Linked DNA regions of Gasterosteus aculeatus: region 1 is linked to region 2. Evidence: chromatin contacts called from public Hi-C data. All regions are on one chromosome and are shown on one strand. The core of a region is the stretch at or near the end of the contact, and the rest is flanking DNA. Distances in the headings are between cores, read along the strand shown. Region 1 holds the start of ss18l2 (ss18, like 2). Region 2 overlaps neto2a (neuropilin (NRP) and tolloid (TLL)-like 2a).

Region 1 (4,422 bases), core at 1,443-3,942, 170 kb before region 2:
GATGCGGCCTGGAAACAGAAACATAACACGTGATCATTAGGAACGAGCCGGTGAGTCGGCGGAGGACTTCCAGTCCCATGCCTGCCGCAGTGTTCATCCGCGCGGCTGGTCCTTACGTCCGTGGCGGGGGCCCCGCTGTCCGGGCTGGCGTCCGCTATGGTGGCCAAATACACGATGTTCCGGTGCAGGATCTGCTGGTATCTGATGGAGGGCAGAGAGCGCACAGAGGCTCGGCTTATACCGCGGTACAAAATAACTAATAACTAGTTACACATTAGCGGTGACTCACTGGACGCACTCCACTGCTCGTCCTTTCTGCATGTATTCAGTGATGCACCGAACTAACTGGTCGTTTTCATCGAGCAACTGGGACAGACAGAAGAACAGCGACGAGTTAATGCACAGCAGTTAACCTTAAGATAACTTATTGTGTGGATTCTAAAGTTGGCTAATTACGCTCTGAAGACACAAACAGTGACTGAGGTCAACACCAACAATCTTCACAAAGAACAGCCCCAAACTCAGTGTAAACAAACACGTAATAAATATAAATTAACCTTAGAGGAGTAGCTAACAGTAGCTAGCGGCTAACTACCACAGCTGGCATCATAGTTCAATGTACGGGGAGAATAAGCTAACAGCTAACTGCTAGTTAGCCGTTTCTTTAAACACTCTAGCGGCGTCTTACCCTCTGTATTGTTTCTTGGTTAATTTTCGCCTTTCCTCGCAGTTTCTTTGGCACAAAGACAATCGACATATTTGTTAAGCCCAAGTTGTGTTGCGCTTGTTTATGTTTGCAAATCGAAGCTTCTTCTTCTCTGTTTCCCTCTACGAGTCTTCTTCCCCCTCTTCATTCTTGTTACGCTACCGCCATCTCCTGGACATCTCATGGACATCTCCTGGACATCTTATGGACTTCTCCTGGACATCTCCTGGACATCTCCTGGACATCTCCTGGAGTTCTCCTGGACGTCTAACAGGCCTGTCTGGTGACGTAATACAAAAATTAGTTTGAGCTATATTTTGAATATTTAGCACACATGTATCTCCTTTCCTCATAGTGGGAGATTGTAGAGAGAGAGATGAATGTAAAATGAGAATAATGGGGGTTGGAAAGGTAATGGGGATCAGTTGGTGGTCTCAGGCAGAGTTGACATTATCTTGTCCTATTAGATGAGGTGAACTATGATCTATGGGTGAAACCCGCTGGATGGATGCAAAACAAATATGGCAGGTGTTCAGGCAGCACTCTGTCCTTATCAATAAGTTACCAACCTAAACTAACGTTAACTAACTTTATTTGGATGATTCACTTCATAAAAACATGTTTTGGTCAATATTTGAGTGAGCTCTCCAGTGAGTAAAGGGCCTCATATTTATCAGTGGTTGTCAAAATGGCGGCTCACCTGTGAGAGAAGTTGATGTCAGTTAAATCATGTTTATCTTACCGTTTCCCTCAGACAACCGAGTGATGTATCTATTTTTAGTGTGTGTGTGTGTGCAGTAAAGTAGAGCGATATGTTGCAACGTCAACACGGGATGAGTTGGAAAGAAGAACGGATTGATGACTTGGATCAATGTTGGCAAACTAAAGTACCTCATTGAAGAAGCCCTGGCGTGTCACAGTTCAACAATGGCCATGGTGAACTTGATTGTATTGTACTCTAAATGTACTGAGTTGGGTGAGTTCTACGGATCACATCCTCTGCATGGCTGAAGGACACAAGAGTATCCACAAGACAAAATGTACGTCTGATGCCCTCAGGCGGCTCTTTACAGCTTCACTGGGTCATTATCTGCTCCATTAGCAGCTTGTTTTCTGTAGGCCCCTTGGGCCGTCCATCACTCGGCCTAATGGGACTCGTTTGGTATCCTTGAACCCAGAGGCATGTCAAATAATACACAAAGGAAGTTCCGTTCTTTCTTTTTACTCCAGCCATGGGGACGATTGTTCTGTACACTTGTAAACGATATCTACAGAGAGAGCGGAGCATTCAAAGGTCATTCTTTTTTGCATAAACATTTGGTACTATATATTGAATTTACTCCCCTGTGGTGTTACGACACCACTGGGCAGGTTTCCCTTTAAAAGTTTGGCTAGCAAGTACACATCAGTAACTGAACTTCCATAAGAGAAAAGGTGTTGATAATGGAACAGTCTTTTGTAAAGAAGCCTTATGCAGCTAGTTAGATTTCTATTCAGTATTAGTTTTCGTACTCAAAGACGTCAGTTTGCTGTAGCCCTCTTTGCAGCACTTCAGGCCTGTTAGGGTCCACAAAATGTTACTGCATCTTGAATTGATCATCTCCTAGATTTTACTAATTATTTCGGCCTATTGGACAGATGATGTCCATGCTGGTGAACCTGCGGCCCTCCTTCATCCTCGTGTAGTGGACTACCTTCTGACAGACGGCCCGGAAGGCCTCACGATAGGGCTTCAAAACCAATTTTTAAATAATACATTTTAATGCATCTTTTTCATCCTTATGTTTCCATCGTTCACCTTTAGATTTGTTTTCAATGCATTTACCAACATTTGTTCGGTTTTATTTTTGTTGTGTCTAGAATTTTTTAAAATTCAAATTAAATCATGGTGTATTTTCATTGCAAAGCAGAGTCAAATGCACCCGTGTAATGTTTTAATGTTCCTATTCGGTCACAGGAGGGCAGTGTAGTTCCCTTGTGCTTGGGTGGTGTTTTGACAAAACAATCTTATCAACATTTGTTTAGAATGAAAATTCTGACTTTTTGAAGTCGGCATTTTTCGATCAAGCGTATGACAAATAGGAACTACTAACTTCTACATTTTTTACTTTTAAGGTTAGATGATTTAATAGATTTTTTTTCTTTTAGTAAATTAACCAATACCACACATTTTTAAAATAAACGTTCAATTTATTGATAAATGAGCATTTGATGTGATCATTCCATAAACTCAGGAAGGAATAAAGGCTTTTTACATACTTGCTGTTAAATCCACTCAAAGGGAGTTAATTACATTGATTTTGCTTCTTAACGGGCAATGGTGAAGTGTGAAATACAACCCCACCTCCCAAAGCGCCTTAAGTGCCTTAAGCGCCTGACAATTTCTTTCTGTCCAGGTTTTGTCTGTCAAAAAGCAGCCTGAGGATTTTTACCGGAACGTTTTAATTTGTCACAATCACACTAGAATATTCTGGAATCCAGATATCGTTGTGACTGACAGAATAGAAGAGCAGAACCCAGCGGGCACATCAGGGAGGAGCTCAGTCAGAGATCGTCTCCGTATCATGTGTTCAGACAGGAGACGCAGACGCACGTTACTCTTCAAGGGCTCGGAAGTTGCAAGAACTAGACTCAACAACATGTCGCTTAGAGACAAACAGGTGAGAGAGAGACACGAAGAGTCGGGATCCTACTGTGAACGTTGAAATGTGTCACGTCTACTCTTCGGCTCCTTTTTTTTGTGATGAAGTTCACGCAGTTTTTGGCTAAGCAAGCTTTTGTTCAGCAAACTGTAACCTAGAAACAGCAGAGTCAACAGTACTGAATAAGTATAAATAAGTACTGATTCGTTTGCTCTAATAAACGCCAGGAAAGCTGTAAGATCAGACAGAGGAAGATAAAGAAACAGAGTCAGCTGAAGGGCCTCCACGTTCCTGTGAGAGCGTACCGGCGCTCAACTGGAGGCCTTGTGAGCGAGCTGGTTTGATCAATAACTCAATTGGTTTCAGACACTCGAAATGCTGAAATAAACTTGATCTTAACCAAAAAGGTACCGTTGTGTGGGAGCAACAGACCTGGAACAATGAGTATATAAAATACTCAAGTATCAGTAATGTACTTGGAGATCATTGGTTGCAGAATTTTTCTTATCGTTTTCATGCCTCATTTAAATGATCTGGAAATCTTGATACCCGTCCAAAAGTTTTCTTTCACATTCTGTGCGTTTCTCCTACACACGTCCGAGATCGTTGCACCGCGTAGTTCGGTTCTGCACAGTCAGCTCAGGGACCTGCAGAACGTCACCGGCACCTTCAGCAAAGTCGGCAAATGCAAAGCCGTCGCCACCAAAGACCTCGTGCGTTAAGATCTTGAAGAAGATGGCCGCCGGTTCCCGTGGGCCCAACGGAGAGGTACGTCGTTGAATATCATTTACTAAACTGAATCAACCGCCTGTTTTCGGGTATTTTCTCTCCAGCTGGCCATGCTGAAAAAGATCCGTGGTCTCAATCCATCAAATGGATCCTTTGTTTTCTCTTCCAAGTGGCGCAAACAGGCTTCCACATTGTGAGACAGCCGTCCATCCACCCGAAAGGAGAGAATGGTCACATCTGCACAGGACGAGGGGGCTTTGGCCGCCTGTCCCTGCACCAGCGTAACAACCAAGACCACTTTGCCTTTTAACAGGCGGCCTGCGGAGCGTCCGTATGATCCCACAT
Region 2 (4,533 bases), core at 760-3,259:
CTGCTTATGTTAACCATGCATTGTTCTTCATTAGACCCCCCCACACCTCTCTCTCTCCTTCCTCCTCCATCTCCTTCCTGCTCTCTCTCTCTCTCCATCTCTTCCTCTTTCATCCCTCCTTCCTGGGTGCCATTATGCAACGTGCCGGGCTCGCTCTCTAATTCGATGTGAGCGGGCCAACCTATTATGAAGTCAGAGGGGACGGGGGTCTACAGTGGCTTATCAGAGCGAGACAGTGTCAGGGAGCCGTGCCGGGACACACCGTTGGAATAAAACATATTTCACCTACTGTCTGTAGCCATGCGTGCTCTGCCCAAATGACCGTCTCCTCGTCGGTGCTGTGAGCTTCGGAGCCTGTAATCCTGTTTTTTCTGCTAATGCGTCCTGTTACCGGTGCCTGGAGACTGCAGATTAGCAGGTGGGGGGTCCTGTGGTTTTGATGAGAGGTGATGGTTTTAAAACTGGTCTTTAATCAGAATCAGAATTGGCTTTACTGGTCACGTACGCGTACACGCACACTTGGAATTTGACTCCGGTTTCCACTTTGTTCTCCGCACCAATAAACAAGAAAAACAAAAAGTAGAACGGATGTAAGTATACACATTTACCGACTATCCAATATAACTATACACATAGATCCCTAATATATATATATATATATATACATTAGGGATGTACTTGCGTAGATATATATATTACCACTATTTAATGAACTACTCTTTGCCACTCTGCTACTATTACTGTTATTACGGAGAGCCAATTCCCTCTGCACAGCTGCTGGTCTATTACATTTAACGCTTTGACTACTCCTAATAATCCTGCTATATCTACTAGCAGAAGCAGTAGTACTATTTCTGTATTCGCTCACACTGAAAGCTGTTACTATTTCAAGTGTCCCTGTAGTTTCCCAGCAGCTACACGTAAGACTGTATGACATTAAAAGACTGTATGAATTATCGTCAATCCTATTTAACCTTTGGGGTGACAATGACATTATTAATCAAGTCTACACTAGTATTACAAAGACATGCGTGCTGTATTATTATTATACCTCATCGTCTGAGCAATACCATGTTTCACTCCTAAATGTTATAGATGTATACGCTCCTTGCAGCCGGTGGCACACGTACCTTTTGGCTGTCTAATGGATTCCCAGCGCTTTGATTTCCCGAACGCAACGATACGAATGCAGAACGTCACATGTGACTAATGTGTTGCACCTCTGTTTTGCAGCGTGGATATTCTTCTTTGTGATGGAAGAGGCTTTTGCTCTGGCACAGAGAACCAAAGGTCAGCCACAGCTCAAACGCTCTTCCATTCCATTAGTGTTGTCCCACCCGGGGCATTATCTCCACTTGAATCACACGACTTAATTCTCTCTTTATTCCCCGCCTGCTTCTTCCCTTTCTCTCTCTCTGTCGTGCCCGCCAACCCCCTCCCCGCTCTTCCTACCAAACGTTCTCTCATTGATCCCTCGGCTCAATAACCCATCTGTCCGTTTGTTCTCTGCCCTTTTGCTTCAAGACTCCCCGGGCGAACATGGCGGCCAGAGCCCCAGCCAGAACGACTGTGGCACGTGGGTCCGCAACATCAACGGTGGGGTGTTCACTTCGCCGAACTACCCCACCACCTACCCGCCCAACAAGGAGTGTGTTTATATCCTGGAAGGTAACGCATTGCTCCACTTCGTCTTCTGCTCAACAGCCGTTTTCCTCCGAACAAGCTGACACAGTTTCCCGCCTTTCTGCTTATTGCCTCCTTCACTGAGCGTCATTAGTCTGAGTGACATTGTTTTAGATAACCTCGCCCCTCTCTGATTTTCTGTTCCTTTCGCTGGCGAGCGATCAGCTTGACATTTTTTTTTCCAATGAGCCACGCTGATTTTGTTTGCCCCTACAGATATAACCCTTTGAAAATGATGAAAAGTGGCGCATTGTGGGTGGCTCCTGACTTTTGACCTAATCACTGCAGTGCTGCATTCATTTCCATTGGCAGGCTGTGCAAGCAGCCCCAGCTATTGAATGAAACATGAAGCAGATGAACATCTGCTGCAAAGCAGCGCTTCGGTTGCGTGTCGCTGAATTGTCGGCGTCCTTGTCAGCTGTCAGCGCTTTAGTGTTTAGGAGACACAATGCATGTTGCATCATTTGCAGCTACATGACATGAGGTCTGGGATATTGGTTTGATTGGTTTTCACACCAAAGTGACGAACTGTCCGTGAAGTTAAAGTACACCTGCTCATGAGATGTGTGTACTTGTACTGGCTTACTGGTGTTGAGGAGAGATTTCACACGTGGCTCAAGGGCTCCCCCTGTGGACAAATCAATCCCAGACGTGTCGCTGATGGATAAGCTGGGACTCCGATTCCAGGTCTGCAAGGCGACAGAAGGAACCTATCATTTGCCATTATGTGTTCTGAATCGCATATCCGAGCTTCAGCCTCTCATGTTTCATACACACAGAGAGATGCTCACGTTTTGGCACAAGCGCTAATCAAATAGCTCTTTAATCATAATTAGCGGTTAGTGAAACTCATCGGTCGTTTCACGTGCACCGGCTCATCAGCTCAATAGATTCAGTGATTGACGGTTCTGCTCATTCGGTATCAAGCGGTGTCATGTGTGTGAGTGTGTGTGTGTGTTGTATGTGTGTGTGTGTAAGGGAGATAGAAAGTTATCTGCAGAATGAGACTCAGTGCACCAGGGAATGAGCACACTGATAGCAGGAAGTGCAGACGTACGAGCCGCTCGCTCAAGCAGAAAGGTAAAACACTCGGGCTCGAATTCAAAGACAAGAACAGGGAAAGAAATCCAGCGGCACACTGAAGCGTACACATGTGCTGCCCTGTTTCTTTTCTCCATCGGGGTATGTTCCGTTTCTCCATGCCAGAGATGATTCAGAGCCCCGCTCCCTCAGCATCTTTATTAAGTAGCATTCGTCCCCTAAGGCAGGCATGAATTGCCCTGGTTAAATACCTCCTCTGTGCGTGGGGCAGATGTTATTCATGCAGTGCATGAAAACAGGCGAACTTGTGAACTGCTGTTCCTGCATTGTTCTCACTCACTCAGAGATAGTAGTACTGACATGTCAGACGGTGTCTTGTGTACATGTGGGTGCATACATACTTCTGTATGCATCTATGCATCTATGCATGATGTGTACCGTTGTGTTGGTAATAAATGTAAAGAAGATGATAGTGTTTCTCTTGTTCTCTGCTCTCATGTGTTATGCATGCAAAATGAATAGATGAATAGATGTGCTGATCATGCTGTCAAAACGCATTTGTAAACCAAAAGTATAGACAAAGTCCCGGTGATCTAATTAGGGTAAACATCTGCATCTACTGGGGGCTTCTTACAAATCTTACCTGGCAGTTATCCAACACGCTGAACATGTGAAGTGGGTCAAGTGTCCCCGGTGCTCAAATGGTCATTAGTCATTTCAATGGCAAGAAGCATTGATGCAGGACAAACGCCCTCCTTCCTGTGTGGTAATAATTATTAGCTCAGTATTGTTCTTCAGCTGAACAGAATAAGATCAGCAATGTTGAATTTCATGTTAGAAAAGAGCTTTGCTTACCTGCAATGCAGGTAAAAGTTTTTCTTTCCACACCGCGAGCAGAAGGTAACAATCCCAGCTGCTCAACTTCAAAATCCAGATTAACTCATATCTGACTTACTTTATGCACTCAGAAACCATCCAGATTTTTCTTTGTCCCGCAGAAGCCAGATTTAATTTTATTCCTGTCGTGGATTTAGCCCTTTTGTTTCCTTTCTCTCTCCACTCTCTTGTCCTCCAAAGCTCTGCCTAGACAAAGGATTCAGCTGGCGTTTGATAAGAATTACTACATCGAGCCATCATTCGAGTGCCGCTTCGACCACATCGAAATCCGCGACGGGCCATTTGGGTTCTCGCCGCTCATTGACCGCTTCTGTGGGGGAAAGAACCCGGGCCTGGTTACATCGACGGGGCGCTTCATGTGGATCAAGTTCACCAGCGACGAGGAGCTCGAAGGCCTTGGCTTCCGCATCAAGTACACCTTCATTGCAGGTAGGGACACCCACATTGCTTCATGGCAGTTTACATACTCTAATTCCACAGCGCAATCCTAAATTCTTTAATTGTATTTCAGGGTTAAATGTGTAAATAACGGAATCTGGTTCATATCTTTTTTGAAAATCCCTCCAAATATAGTGGAGAATCCGCTTACCTCCAGAAATATCCTGTACTTGTCGTGCTCTGCAGCAGACATCAGAACCTCCTCAATCTAAGCCCAATATGCCGAGACAAAAAATCGGTGTCTGGCATCAGGCGACAGATATTAGCTTCAGAGAGACCCCTCTCTGCTTCATCTGGCCGGGCTTAATGGGATCTTATCTTGTGTTCCCTGCTTATCCATTTCTACCGCGTGGATCGAGAGTAATGTGCCTCCCAAATCTTATCATTTCAGACCCTGATTTCCATCTGCACGTGGGCGGACTGCTGAATCCCATCCCAGGTAAGCTCTTCTGCATTTGGCCGATTTGTGTTCGA

The links. Hi-C and Micro-C count contacts between places; a contact is called where the count stands out from the background.
Region 1: a Hi-C map of skeletal muscle shows a contact between it and region 2, with 9 times the contacts expected there. The contact joins the promoter of ss18l2 here to the enhancer-like site in region 2. A contact is called at or near these places in 3 of 6 Hi-C or Micro-C datasets (skeletal muscle and tail fin).

What each region holds. Positions count from the first base shown.
Region 1 is chr12:7,044,674-7,049,095 of fGasAcu3.hap1.1, reverse strand. It overlaps ss18l2 (ss18, like 2), which reads right to left and starts at 2,692. Exons shown (of 4, transcript XM_040168051.2): 1 at 689-2,692; 2 at 290-366; 3 at 117-201; 4 at 1-8. The coding sequence starts at 757.
Region 2 is chr12:6,871,162-6,875,694 of fGasAcu3.hap1.1, reverse strand. neto2a (neuropilin (NRP) and tolloid (TLL)-like 2a) reads left to right here. Exons shown (of 10, transcript XM_040169026.2): 2 at 1,234-1,290; 3 at 1,525-1,668; 4 at 3,802-4,050; 5 at 4,451-4,498. Among protein-coding and RNA genes, the nearest start is that of neto2a, 4.7 kb to the left of the region's middle. Within about 2 kb of position 2,009, at least 2 of the 9 cell types and tissues checked have open chromatin away from gene starts, as enhancers often do.